Linked DNA regions of Mus musculus: all the other regions are linked to region 1. Evidence: chromatin contacts called from public promoter capture Hi-C data. All regions are on one chromosome and are shown on one strand. Each heading gives the region's core, a stretch centred on a gene start, on an enhancer-like site or on the middle of the called end of the contact. The rest is flanking DNA. Distances are from core to core; before and after follow the strand shown.

Region 1 (3,061 bases), core at 185-2,684:
GCCAGCACAGGACGCGGAGCGCCTTTCGGCTACGCGGAGCTTCTGAGAATTCCTTTCCCCAGACCCGGCCGTCTTGTTTCAGGCTCTAGTTGATTTTGAGTCTTCTGGTGTCTCTCCCGGAGATGAGGTGTCGGTTTGCGGCCACTCGGTATGCGGTGTGTCTCCGGGAACCCAACCCACAGAGCTGGAGTCCCCGAGTCCCCGAGAGTGCAAGGTGTGTCCCCCTCCCCCTCCTCGCAGCGCCAGTGTCCCGGCCTTCCCGAGTACACCATGTACACTCTCGCCTGCAATAGGGGTGCCAGTGTCTCCGAGTCCCTGAGAGTACTAGTTATGTCTTCACCCCCACGGAGTGCCGCTGCCCCTCGCTCAGCGACTCAGCCATCCCTCCGCGTTTCCCAGAAAACTCTGACCGCTCGCGGCCTCCGACCCTCGCTTCTTTACTGGTAGCTCCGTGCGCCCCCTCCGAGGGTAAGGCGATCGCCACACTTCTCTCCCAAAGGACCCGGTTCCTCCTCCGGACCAAACAAGCCAGAAACCCCGCGGGCGGCTGTCGGAAAGTCCCGCAGCGGCCGCGCAGCCCCGGCCAGGCCGACCCCGCCACAAGGGGCCGCCCGCCCGCGCCCTCGATCCAGAGGCCCCGGACCGCGGCGTCGGCGCCCGCGGCTGGCCTCGTTCCCTTCGGCGGGTGCGGAGGCAGCAGCGGGAGCCAGCGCCCCACCGGCGCGGCGCCAGGCGCCCGGCAGAAAGATCAGTGGCCGCCGCCTCCCCGAGCGCTGCCCGGCCGGCCGCTCACCTTGTGGCTCTGGTAAGTCTCCAGCGCCCGGATCGCCGTCTCGGTGAGCTTCACATGCAGCACGGTGATGTTGTCCTGCCCCAGCCGCCCGCACGCCAGCCCGTACCGCTGCTCCTCCCGCAGTCCCGCAGCCCCCCCCGCCGCCATCTTAAACTCCCCGGGGTGCCACCGCGGACGCCGCTCGGGCTCCAGCCTCCACTGCGGCCGCGGCTGCTCGGGCTCCTGCAGCCGCCGCCACAGCTACGGCCATCCCGCTGCTGACGTACTGTCATATACTGCGCGCAGCTAGACCTCGGGCTTCCACAGCTGCGGGCCGCCCCACCCTCGAGCCCGCACCCCGCCCTGGACTCTGTTCATTGGTCTGAATCCCCACAGAGCCTCCCTCATTGGCTGCTCTTCACCTCAAGGGGGCGGGGCCCAAAGTCGCAGGAGTTTTGCTCTCAGGACGGGACGTCCGACAGAGGAGAGGTTGACGTCGGGGTGACGCGTCGAGTTAATCTTATCTGACGTCATGTCTCGTCTTGGCTCTCCTGCGGCGATTGGCTGGACCGATTTGGGGCAGAACCCTGCTAATTGGGTGTCAAGGTTACCAAGTGAGCCTAAGTCGGAGCCCCGCCCCTTGAGAGGTAATAGTGGACCGAACACATAGGTCAACCTGTTCTTGCGGTACGAAGTGAAGATCCCCATTCGGTAGGGGTGAAGGCAGGACAGATGACCAAGTACGGATTTTGTTTCCTGACAGCTGCACAAGCTTTGGGTCTTGATATGCTCTGTGGTGCAGACACCGTAGGCTGTCTCAAGAGAGCTTTTCCTTAAAAGGAAGTTCAGTACTGGGGTGGCACAAAGGTTTATTTATTTGTTTGTTTGTTTGTTTGTTTGTTTATTTTTAATTCCAGACTTGAAATTACCAAGTCAGCTGTAGTCTTCAGTAGTTGTGTGAGACTGTGTGGAAAACTTAAGCACAAAATTATACCAGTGCATTAAATGTGTTTTGAGTGGTGGTCATGATACAATAAATAGAGTTGGACCTTAGAGTCTTTCAAAATCAACTCATACATGTATGTGACTTCAAAGGAATAGAATATGCACTGGAGCTCATCATATGATCAGGGTTATGCCTTTTTATGGGTCATGGGGAAACCATACTGTTCGGGGTTTCTTCTTTCAAAGGCCCTTGAAGAGTATAACTGACCTTGAGGTAGGTAAAAAGAAACAATGATACCACCCATTCTCTGAGTCTTCTTTGAGATCTGTGTCTTTCATTGGTTTTATTTAGGCTAGGAGGTCTTACTGAGTTTAAATGGAGGAGGTAGAGGCCAAAGTGTAAGGAGGCTTGGCTTAGTTTCCACTTCAGTTTACACTGTGTGTGGGCATGGCTAAAGGAGGGTGCCTACAGCAATCCTCTTTAAGCTGTGTGCGGATAGACTAGATAGGTTTCCCCTGAGAAGGTCAATTAATTGGCTGATCAGAAACACAAGACAAAAAGCAAACAATTGCCAAGTTGAGGCTGGGAGATTGACTGTGGAAGGTAGGTTCTAGGCCCGCCTGGGCTTCAAACCAAGCCCTGTCTCAGAAAACAAGAGCAAAAACTAAACAAACAAACAAACAAGTGAAAGATTTAAAAGCAGGGATAGGCACTCTGTACAAATATCCCTTTTTGGCCGGGCGTGGTGGCACATGCCTTTAATCCCAGCACTCGGGAGGCAGAGGCAGGCAGATTTCTGAGTTCAAGGCCAGCCTAGTCTACAAAGTGAGTTCCAGGACAGCCAGAGCTATACAGAGAAACCCTGTCTCGAAAAACCAAAAAAAAAAAAAAAAAAGAAGATATCCCTTTTTGTTTTAAAAATCGAGACATTCATTATTGTAAAGCCCTACCATCGTCTTTCTGGATTTTTTTTTTTTTTATAGATATTTACATGGTATTTTTCTAGCTTTTAAATACAATTTGGGCTATAATTGCCTTTAATTCTATATTCACCCCACACCTTAGTAAATCCCCCCTTTTCCAGACCCTCAAGCATTCTATGAATGCTTGCTATGAAAGTCTCAGAAGGAATTCTTTCTGTAGTGTGGTTATTAAATAAAAGTCTGAGTATCAAGTCTAGTTTCATCAGATCACTTTGTAGCTTGTCCTGATTTCAGCCCACTGGTATGAGTTCTGTTAACCCATGGTTTCCACCTATTACTTTAGTGTTCGTATAGTGCCAGTTCACTTAAATTCATTGAATAAGGAAATTAAGGCAATAACAAGGGGGTGAATTAAGAAAT
Region 2 (3,061 bases), core at 148-2,647, 1.8 Mb after region 1:
ATAGTAGGTTTTGTAGGACACATATGGTTGGTCTCTGGCATCCATGTGTCTGTTTTACCAGTCTTCAAGAGAATTTACTCATTTTTAGCTTGTGAAATGTCCCCAACAACTAGATAACCACGCTATAGACAAGGTAGGAAACTCATGTTTGGGGACAGGGTCTTGCCTGGCTGTGTTCGGCAGGCTCTCACTGGTCGGTCTGGGGGTGGCTCCACCTCCACCTTCTTTCCAGGGTCGAAAGCATCAGCCTCCCCCTCTGAGTCGCAGTGTTCCTTCTCCCGTTTCCGTTTCTTCTCTTCCTGTAAGTATGGAAGAATAGAGGGCACAGAACAGCCAGAACCCTTTTAGACTGGTAATGCAGGCTCCGCACACGTCTGCGCATTCCCCAGACTGGGAAGAAGAGCCACTCCTGACACCTGACAGGCATCACCTGAAGATGCCCTGGAAGCCCAGAACTGCAGCAACGGTATAGCCAGGCGTGATTAGGGACCCATCTTAGGCCATTGAACCTTTACCTTCCGCTTCCTCCTCTCCTCCTCATCGAGGTGCTTCTCCTTCTCTGACTTTTTCTTCTTCTTTTTCTTCTTTTCTCTGTGTCTCTCCCGTTCGTGGTCTGAGCGATCGTCGTAGTAGCTGGAGTCGTGGCCAGATCCTGAGAGCTCTGTCACTTCACTTCCTCCCACCTTGAGCACCAGCTTCAGAGGCTTCTCCAGTGGCGTGTCTGTATAATCTGCACACAGACCGTACGTAGGTCAAGCTTGCAAAATACTGAGTAGAAATACTGCACCCCTGTGGGTGTGAATCTAGACAGCAAGGAGTTGTCAAAACCACAGACTATGTAATCTCAAACTGACAGATTGGTGTTCAATCCTCTCTTTCAAACCACAAAATCACCACTGAGGATATTCCGAGGGTACAACAACCCGACCTGAGACCCAGGACCCCAATTCCTTCACGGAAGCCCTCTTTTTGCTGCGGGTCTTCCTGGTGTCAGAGAGGAGGTACATAGTGGCTACAGGACCCAAAAAAGAAGCCTATAGCCTCTTCGCAGCAGATTCCCTTTTTCAGCTCTAACCCCGCCCCTCCTACGATTGTCCACTACCTGGCTCTAAGCTCCTCCTTCTCACGGGACCCCGCCCAGCACAGACCACGCCCTTCCCCTGGAACGCCTTCCCCTGCCCGTATCGGCAACCTAGACCCCGCCCGTGGGATCCGCACCTTCGTAGGACGAGCGCCATTCCGCCTTGTGCTTCTTGTGCTTTTTGCCCATGGCTGAGATAGCACGGGATCCGGTGAGAAGCGGCTGCCGGTAGCTCGACCTGCGCCAGTCGGAAGTAGCGCCTTCGCCACCGCCAAGTGCTTCCGGGTCAGGGTGGGGCGGTGCGCAGCGCGCGGCAGATTCGAAGCTCGGTGGGGCGGGGCGGGTTGCAAAGCGCCGAGCGGCTCGGGCGGCGGAAGTGGATTTGGCCGGCCCTTAGCCAAGGTGGATCCTCCTACATCGGAGAAGGCTGTCGCACAGGGCGCAGGGAGGCGACCGCGGCCTCACTCCGGCGGCATTCCCTCGGCTCCCGGCGGCGGCGCCATGGACGAGGCGGTGGGCGACCTGAAGCAAGCGCTTCCCTGTGTTGCCGAATCGCCCGCGGTCCATGTGGAGGTTCTGCAGCGCAGCGGAAGGTGAGCGTATATACGGAGTCCGACCACGCGGGGCGCGACCTGATCCGACCCCACCACGCGTGACTCCGAGTGGCACGACCTTACCCCAACTCTTAGGATTCCACCCCACAGCGTCCCACCCCTCAGTACGGCCCCACTTCGCACGACCTGAACAGCCTGACATGAACCCACCTAGTATGACCCAGCACACCTCCACCCCACTTCAGTTGACCCTAACAGCATGATCCGACTTTGCCCTCCATCCCACCACACATTACTCTTGAGTTTCACCTCTCACATTGCCGCATATCCCATCCAGACCCTACCACCATCCCAGACTATCTGGCAGGACCCCACAGCTCTCAACTGACTGGCCTATGGAGCACAGCCTAACGATGAGCTCCATGTAATAGGACCTGCTAAGCGACAGAAGTGATCTCCAGTCAATTAGGGGTGCAAGGAAGTGCAGTGTCAGTAGAGCAAGTATTTAATTTGCAAAGCCAGAATCCAGTGGCAAATTTCCTGTTACAAAGATTATGTACGTACTCCAGGTTAGACCCTACAGCTATGCATTTTCAGGTTTTCCTTAAAAGGGCTGCTAACATGGATTGAATGCTCATAATGTTTCAGGCTTGTCTCAAACACTGAATTTTTATTAATTTTCATAGTAGTGTGTGAAGAACTAGTGGCACCTCCTTTTTCTAATTAGCCTGAGGGTGGCTGATGGTATGACTGCAGGCCTGGGACCCTACAGTTGATCCTAAGACAGTACACTGCCAAGCCCCATCTTGACTAATGACTTTCTTGTATATGTCTGAGGTCTGAGGGAGGGAAGGTGTGTGTCTGTGTGTGTGTGTGTGTGTGTGTGTGTGTGTGTGTGTGTGTGTCTGAGTGTCTGTGTTTGAAACAAGTTCTTCTGTCTCAGCTTGCATGCTGAAATTACAGCCAGACCTAGCTATACTTTAGTGGGGTTTTTTTTGTTTTTTTGTTTGTTTTTGTCGTTTTTGTTTGTTTGTTTTTTGGTTTTTTTTTTTTTTTCTTGGTTTTTCGGAACAGGGTTTTTCTGTGTAGCCCTGGCTGACCTGGAACTCACTTTGTAGACCAGGCTGGCCTCGAACTCAGAAATCCGCCTGCCTCTGCCTCCCAAGTGCTGGGCTTAAAGGCGTGTGCTACCACGCCCAGCTTTTAGTGTTTTTCTTAACTAAGATATTTTATATATGTTTTATTTATCTTTCTAGCACTGCAAAAAAAGAAGATATAAAGTCGAGTGTTTACAGGCTGCTCAACCGGCATAATATTGTGTTTGGAGATTACGTCTGGACTGAGTTTGATGATCCTTTTCTAAGCAGAAATGTTCAGTCAGTGTCTATTGTTGACACAGAACTAAAGGCTAAAGACCCTCAGGTAA
Region 3 (3,061 bases), core at 330-2,829, 1.6 Mb after region 1:
TCCCTCCTGGTCTTTTTGAAGATGACTATATATTTTGTGCCCACATGTTTAGAGATTCAGGCTGGAGAGTGAAAGCCTCCATGGAAGATCCTAGAAAACCACAAGGGGTATCAGGTAGAAAGAGCCAGAGAGGCCTCCTCTGCTCCCACCAATGTCCAGCTGGCCTAGGTTGTGGGTCTTAAGCAGCACATGTTTTGGCATGTCCTACAGAGAGAGCATACAAAAAGAAGCACAAGCCTTATACATGGCAACAGTGGCTCTTCTTACCCCATCTCAGACAGCTGATGAATGCCAAGGTTGGGAGCAGCATGGGGGGGGGGTGTGTATGTGAGATCAACAGAATGTTCTGGGTAGGACTGCCTGCCAACTCTCCAGGTAGTAGGGAAGACCAGGCTGTGGGACTCCAGCTAAGGAAGGTTCCTGCTAACCTCCAGGTCTAGTTGGGAAAGCTTTATGAACTATGAGGCAGAAGGGATTGTTCCTGATGTGACCCAGCCTGGCTCATCATCTCTATCTCCGAGTCACAACACTGTTCCTTGCTCTGTGTCTTCACCAGCACCAAATCAAGTTCAAGTGCTGCTGGCTCACTCCTAAACACCTCAAATGGAACTTAAGGACATAAAACAGCTTAAATGCATGTAGGTTTGGCCACAGTCTAATGTTACCACGGCAGATGGTATTTAATAAACCACCGGAAAGAGTACTTGGTAGTAATTAATCATTAGCATAACCTTTTACTGAGGCTTGTAAGAAATCATAGGCTTGTAGGAATCTTTGCAGGGTGCAAAGCTAATCCTTGTCCCTCTTTCTTCAGTGAAGATGTAAAACGTTAGTAAACAGAAACGTTACTTCCCAAGTTTCTACTGGCACTTTCATTGCAGTAGAAAAGCTGGTCTTGGGTCTGTCCCTGACAGACCATCCGTCTCCCCAAGGTCCCACTTGGACTCTGATCTTGGTCAGAGAAAATAGAATAAGAGAGGGTGATTGAAATCTGTGTTGTGTCCTGAGGCGCCACATGTCTTAGATGGCAAGCATACAAGCCTTAATTTGCTTCTGAAAAGCTTAGTTATCTCTCCAATGCCTGGAAGTTATTAGTAGACCCCAGGTTTGATGAAAGGACTTTCAATGTGTCTTAGTTAGGAGAAATTTTTTTTTTTTTTTTTTTTTTTTTTTGCACACAGCCTGTCTCTCCAGCCACATGATGAGAACTTTTGGAAGTGCGTGGGGGTTGGCGGGGGGGGGGGGGGGGAGCATCTCAGGGGCTGGGACAGGAAGAAACCTTAGGAGAGAAGGCTCCTGGAGGGAGTAGGAAATGAATGGAAGTGGGAGTAGGTGCGAATGCCCCGGGCACTAACAGCTGTTTCCACAAACCGCACTGAACGCAATGGGGTTGTCCTGGGGAGGAGCCAGAGCAGGGTGAGGTTGCACTCAGAGCTCAGCGGATTAGGATGGCTTGGGTGAACCTGTCCCAAAGAAAGTTTTAAACACAGCCGAAGCTCCGCCCACCCTCCTGGGCCCGCCCCTTGCAGGCTTGGTCCCGCCCGCCCGTTCCAGATCACGTCACAGCGCAGGCGCCGCGCGCCAGCGTCCGGTTTGAAAACATGGCGCCAGGCCAGCGGTTGGTTTTGTGTGAAGAGACTGTACGAGAGCGCAGCGGCCTGGGTCCCCACCGCGACCTGGGTGCGTGGGGGACAGACTGGGTTGGCCTGCCGGGCCTGATAGCTCTGCCTCCGTGCGAATGGCACTTGACCACAAACGGTCTCGGCCCGTGGGGCAAGGAGGCGGGGCCGGCTGGGCGGGTTTGTGGGGAAGGGCGTGGCTAAGGTCCTGGAGAGCCGGTGGACGCGGCCTGGGTTTTCTGTGGGACCGCGGTCAGGCTGAGCCCCCCGCTTCTTTTTTGCAGCAGCTTTCATCTGTCTTCCTGGGTTCCTACATGGCATTTCGCTTATGAAGATGCAGGTCTCTTTTTATATGGTTTGGACATCAAGGCCCCATTACGTTTTGAGCAAGAGATCGTGCGGAATTTGTGTTGTGATTTTTTTTTTTTCCTTTTTAACTTTTTTCCCCTGGACTTTGACAGGGAAACCACGCAGGCCTAGAATTTTCCATTGTTGAAGATTTTCGATTACCATTTTTTAAATTCGATTACGATTTTTAAACTTATAGTGGTTTCACCTAGAGTGCATTTTCGTTATCTAAATCGTTTTTTCTTGATTGTCAACCATATCTACATAGAACTGACTACAGCATTCTCTTACTATTTTATTAATGCTTGTGGGGCCTGTAGGGATATTCCCCATTTTCATAAATGGTACTTAATCTGGCTCTATCTTTCAGTCATGTTGGAGATATACGGTTTTTGGTCATGCCAAAGACACCACTTTTGGGTTGGTTGATTTGTCTTCACTGTTTTTAAATTTTACCTTTTTCTCTGTGCTTGCTTTGCATTTATTTTCCTCTTTAGATTCTAGAAGTGAAACGTGTGGATTAAAGCTTGTTTTATAATTTAAATCTCTTAATCTGTACATTTCTCTTTACGTATCACATAGCTGCACACACTAACACATTTGTTAGTGTTTATATTTCTACTGTGTGTTAAGGTACTGGAGATAGAACATAGGGCTTTGCATATGCTAAGCAAATGCCCTGTCATGGGACTTCACCCCAAACGTTTTTTTAATTTTTCAAGTGTGTTATTAAGCCAAGATGACCTTGATCTCCATTTTTAACGGAACCTGGCCTTGGAATTTTAGTCCGACACTCAAGTGGCTAGGATTGCAGGCAGTTGCCACCATGACTGGTTCTAATTTTCATTGATTTTAATATGCTTTTCAAATATCCCTTTAGGTATCTTCTTAGACCTCCAAATTATTTAGTGATTGCTCACATTTTTATTCTTTAGGGATGTCTTTTTAACGAATTATGTGTCGGGAGGTTTTCTTGTTTTTTTGTGTGTAATTCTATTATTGTCAGAGAACATACTGTGTATGATTTTGGTTCGCTTAAGTCTGCAGAGATTGTTTAATGCCCAAGAATCTGGTTTCTCTTGGAGAGTGTTCCA
Region 4 (3,061 bases), core at 171-2,670, 1.1 Mb after region 1:
TAAAAATGCTTTACTCATTATGTATGGAGACAATTTCACATTACATAAATAGTTATACCTCTTCCCCCGATAAAACTACTGGCCAGCCATGTCCTCTTTTTTTTTTTTTTTAATAAAGAATTAGTATCATTTTAAAAGTTTTGCTGTGATCACTTTAAGTGTATCTATAGGCATGAAGGTAGTTGCATTTTAATTTAGAAATAGGGAAGAAGCTCCATGCTGGATCTTTAAATTATTATACTGTTTTTAAATAAGACTTTAGTGGTTATGAATATTTTTTAAATTATTAAACTGTTTATGTCAGTATAGTTATACGTATATGTATGTATATGTACATATATATATAATATTTAAAAGCGCATACTCATTATCCTTATATGAGTAAGGACAGTGTTCACTATGAACAACATTTTCTGCTCTATGAGTAGTAAACTCTTTAAAAGTAATTCAGAGTGGCGCACGCCTTTAATCAAAGCACTTGGGAGGCAGAGGCAGGAGGATTTCAGAGTTCGAGGCCAGCCTGGTCTACAGAGTGAGTTCCAGGACAGCCAGGGCTACACAGAGAAACCCTGTCTCAAAAAAACAAAACAAAACAATATGTAGTTCAGAGTCTAATATATGTCTATGAGGGTAGCAGGTTTCTCTGAACTTGGGATTCTGCACATTCCACTTGTATAGATCAGTAGTGGAAAAGGGGATGTGTGCCCTGTACTGTCTTCCCTTGCCTATCCAAAATGGTGGGCGTGGGAGGGACAGTTGCTCAAAAGGGCAGTGCCATTGTGGTAGAATCTGTCTATCTTGTAGTGCGGGCACCTGTGTGAAGAGGGCTAGAATGATGTAAACCTCTTCCCCAGGGCCTGGACCAGCATCTGCCATTTACAAGGGATGGGTGTGAACCAGGATAGAATGATAAGGCGCCAGGAAGGAATTTTCCTCCAGAGCTGGAGGGAATTGGACTGCTGGCTTAAGATTCTTTGAGAGCTCCATCAATTTGTACTGTAAGGTCATTGGGATAGGTGGTAGGAAAGGCTTTAGCTACTTATGGGGCTCTCCACCAGATACTGCCAGACCATGTTGTTTGGAACCTGGTCAGGGTGCCCAGGATTTACATACACAATACTTTGAACCAAGTAGATAGTAGGAAGGTGGAAAGTGTGTGCTTCCGGCCAACCCACTTTAAAAGCAGGCCATTCTTTCCAGGAAAAAACCGGCCTGTGTTTGCACTGGTGTTCTCTGACTCCAACAGAAAGGAGTCCAGAGACAAGAAGGCAGCCTATCCCTGGAGCGGGCTCTCCCAGCTGGGAAGAACCTGATAGCTTCCATCAGAACCTGTGTCAGAATGGAGCTCTCTGCAACTGCATCTGAAGGGAGCTGGAGAGCACCTCTCATCCCCAAGGCCAGGAGGAAGTTACCAGCTTGACTGCCCTACCTCCTTTGGCCTTCAGGTTGTGAAGACAAAAGAAATCACCCCACAGAGAGCAAGACAAAAGGCTACTCAGAACTTGACAAAGTCAAGATACACACAGCAAACTCAGACACACCCTGACTTGCCCATTGCTAGGAGAGTCCATTGCTCTCAACAACAATAACAACCCTCTCTACTATCAAGTCAAGAGGGACCCCTTCGATTCCCTGCCAATGCACTAAATGTAATGGTCTGCAAAATCTCTGAAGGAAGGCCCCAGACTTAGTATGCAAAACCAAAGAATGTTTATTCTGAAAAACACAATAGCATTCAAGGATTTAAGGACTCAAGGACTTAATCATTCTCTAGAATGAGGACCCCACATAAACCAGGAGACTCTCTAGGAAGATTAGGTAATCTAAAATTGCATTGGTGGGCTCTAGCGGGTCAGCGGCCTGCATTCCTATGTCATGAACATTGAACCATGTGATGAAATAGGGCTACAGATGGCCCATTCTGAGATAAGACATTTCTCCGTTTTTGTGGTTATCCCCAGGCTGTACTTCGGGAGAGGGTTTTATGATCTTGTGCTGGATTTTATGGTCTGCTTCTAGAGCTGGTGTCTGAATACCTAGTTTCTGAGACTTATGGTCTGTTCTTGTAGTTGGTATCTTCCAGCGTGGACTCAGGCCTGGTCCTCAAAATGGAAACAATTGGGGTTTATATTACCCTTCTAAAACAACACCCAAGATCTGGACAACCTGCTGTGGCTGCTTATAACACAGACTGTTGCTTTTTTGTCTGAAAATGCACAACCTGAGAGAAAGGTATGGATAATATTTGGTGTCCTCTAATACATATGTCTAGACCCTGAACAATACCCAACCATAAAGCCTCTTTAAACATTTAAAATGATTTTGGGAATTAAAATTAAATCATTTCAACTTTCTCATTTTTTCTAGTGCTAAGTCTCAAACACTAGGACAAAGGGCTGAGGTGCTATTTAACAATTGAAAACAAACCTGGTTCTCAGGTTCTCCCTGACATTCCTCAGCTCCTACCCATTACAAGGTATGCCTGACTGGCCTATCCTCCCTCTAAGCCCAGAGGTTGGTCTGTCCTTCTCCCAGCTGCCCTTCCTATGTGATCCAACCATTTTAGTTACCTTGTCTTTTTCATTTTATTATTTGATATCTTGACTCATAGGTTATTTCTTCGCTATCAAACTAGATTGGAGTGTATTAAAATGCTGGATTATTGGGAAACTGCTCTGCGCACAATTGCCCTAGGACAGGGAAGTCACCTTCGGGAGGAGATTGGTGAGGGGGAATTGAAAGAGAAAGGGCATGTACACAGAGAAGAAAGGAAAGACACAGGACAAAATGTCTGGGCTAGAAAGTTCAGGATTAGGGGGCAGGCTATGCTAGGTAAGGGCTTAGGGATGCTGGGAGAACCTGGAGGCCAGGTCTGGGTCAGTATGTAAAATATACTGGAACACTAGGCTCTTCCCTCTCACTTCTTCTTTCTCCTTATATGTCTCAGGGTCATATATACTCAGAATTTTCCCAGATGTCCCTGTTTCTGCCTATGCTCACCCTTCTATCTATAATAAAATGTCTACTCCACCATACTTAGGAGCAGCCATGCCCTTTCCTT

The links. Promoter capture Hi-C pulls out the DNA fragments that hold promoters and counts their contacts.
Region 2: a promoter capture Hi-C map of pre-B cells shows a contact between it and region 1, with 3 times the contacts expected there. The contact joins the promoter of Trip13 here to the promoter of 1700037F03Rik in region 1. A contact is called at or near these places in 1 of 39 promoter capture datasets (pre-B cells), 1 of 484 Hi-C or Micro-C datasets (pre-B cells) and 1 of 115 datasets of contacts at active chromatin or transcription factors (thymic regulatory T cells).
Region 3: a promoter capture Hi-C map of pre-B cells shows a contact between it and region 1, with 3 times the contacts expected there. The contact joins the promoter of Cep72 here to the promoter of 1700037F03Rik in region 1. A contact is called at or near these places in 3 of 39 promoter capture datasets (cranial neural crest, liver and pre-B cells) and 1 of 115 datasets of contacts at active chromatin or transcription factors (astrocytes).
Region 4: a contact with region 1 is called in a promoter capture Hi-C map of embryonic stem cells, with 2.4 times the contacts expected there. The contact joins the enhancer-like site here to the promoter of 1700037F03Rik in region 1. A contact is called at or near these places in 2 of 39 promoter capture datasets (embryonic stem cells and hippocampal neurons), 3 of 115 datasets of contacts at active chromatin or transcription factors (embryonic forebrain, embryonic stem cells and epiblast stem cells) and 2 of 9 other capture datasets (adipose tissue and liver).

The regions. Positions count from the first base shown.
Region 1 is chr13:75,705,530-75,708,590 of GRCm38.p6, reverse strand. 1700037F03Rik (a long non-coding RNA gene) reads left to right here and starts at 1,434. Exons shown (of 3, transcript XR_873683.1): 1 at 1,434-1,512. It overlaps Ell2 (elongation factor for RNA polymerase II 2), which reads right to left and starts at 1,107. Exons shown (of 12, transcript NM_138953.2): 1 at 794-1,107. The coding sequence starts at 940.
Region 2 is chr13:73,936,103-73,939,163 of GRCm38.p6, reverse strand. Trip13 (thyroid hormone receptor interactor 13) reads left to right here and starts at 1,397. Exons shown (of 13, transcript NM_027182.2): 1 at 1,397-1,674; 2 at 2,892-3,057. The coding sequence starts at 1,583. Brd9 (bromodomain containing 9) reads right to left here and starts at 1,336. Exons shown (of 16, transcript NM_001378947.1): 1 at 1,219-1,336; 2 at 516-730; 3 at 167-299. The coding sequence starts at 1,270.
Region 3 is chr13:74,060,803-74,063,863 of GRCm38.p6, reverse strand. Cep72 (centrosomal protein 72) reads left to right here and starts at 1,579. Exons shown (of 12, transcript NM_028959.3): 1 at 1,579-1,680. The coding sequence starts at 1,602.
Region 4 is chr13:74,600,335-74,603,395 of GRCm38.p6, reverse strand. No RefSeq gene overlaps it. Among named protein-coding and RNA genes, the nearest start is that of Gm46430, 15 kb to the left of the region's middle. Within about 2 kb of position 1,420, at least 6 of the 459 cell types and tissues checked have an H3K27ac peak or open chromatin away from gene starts, as enhancers often do. A contact at or near this core is called in embryonic stem cells, where this site is marked.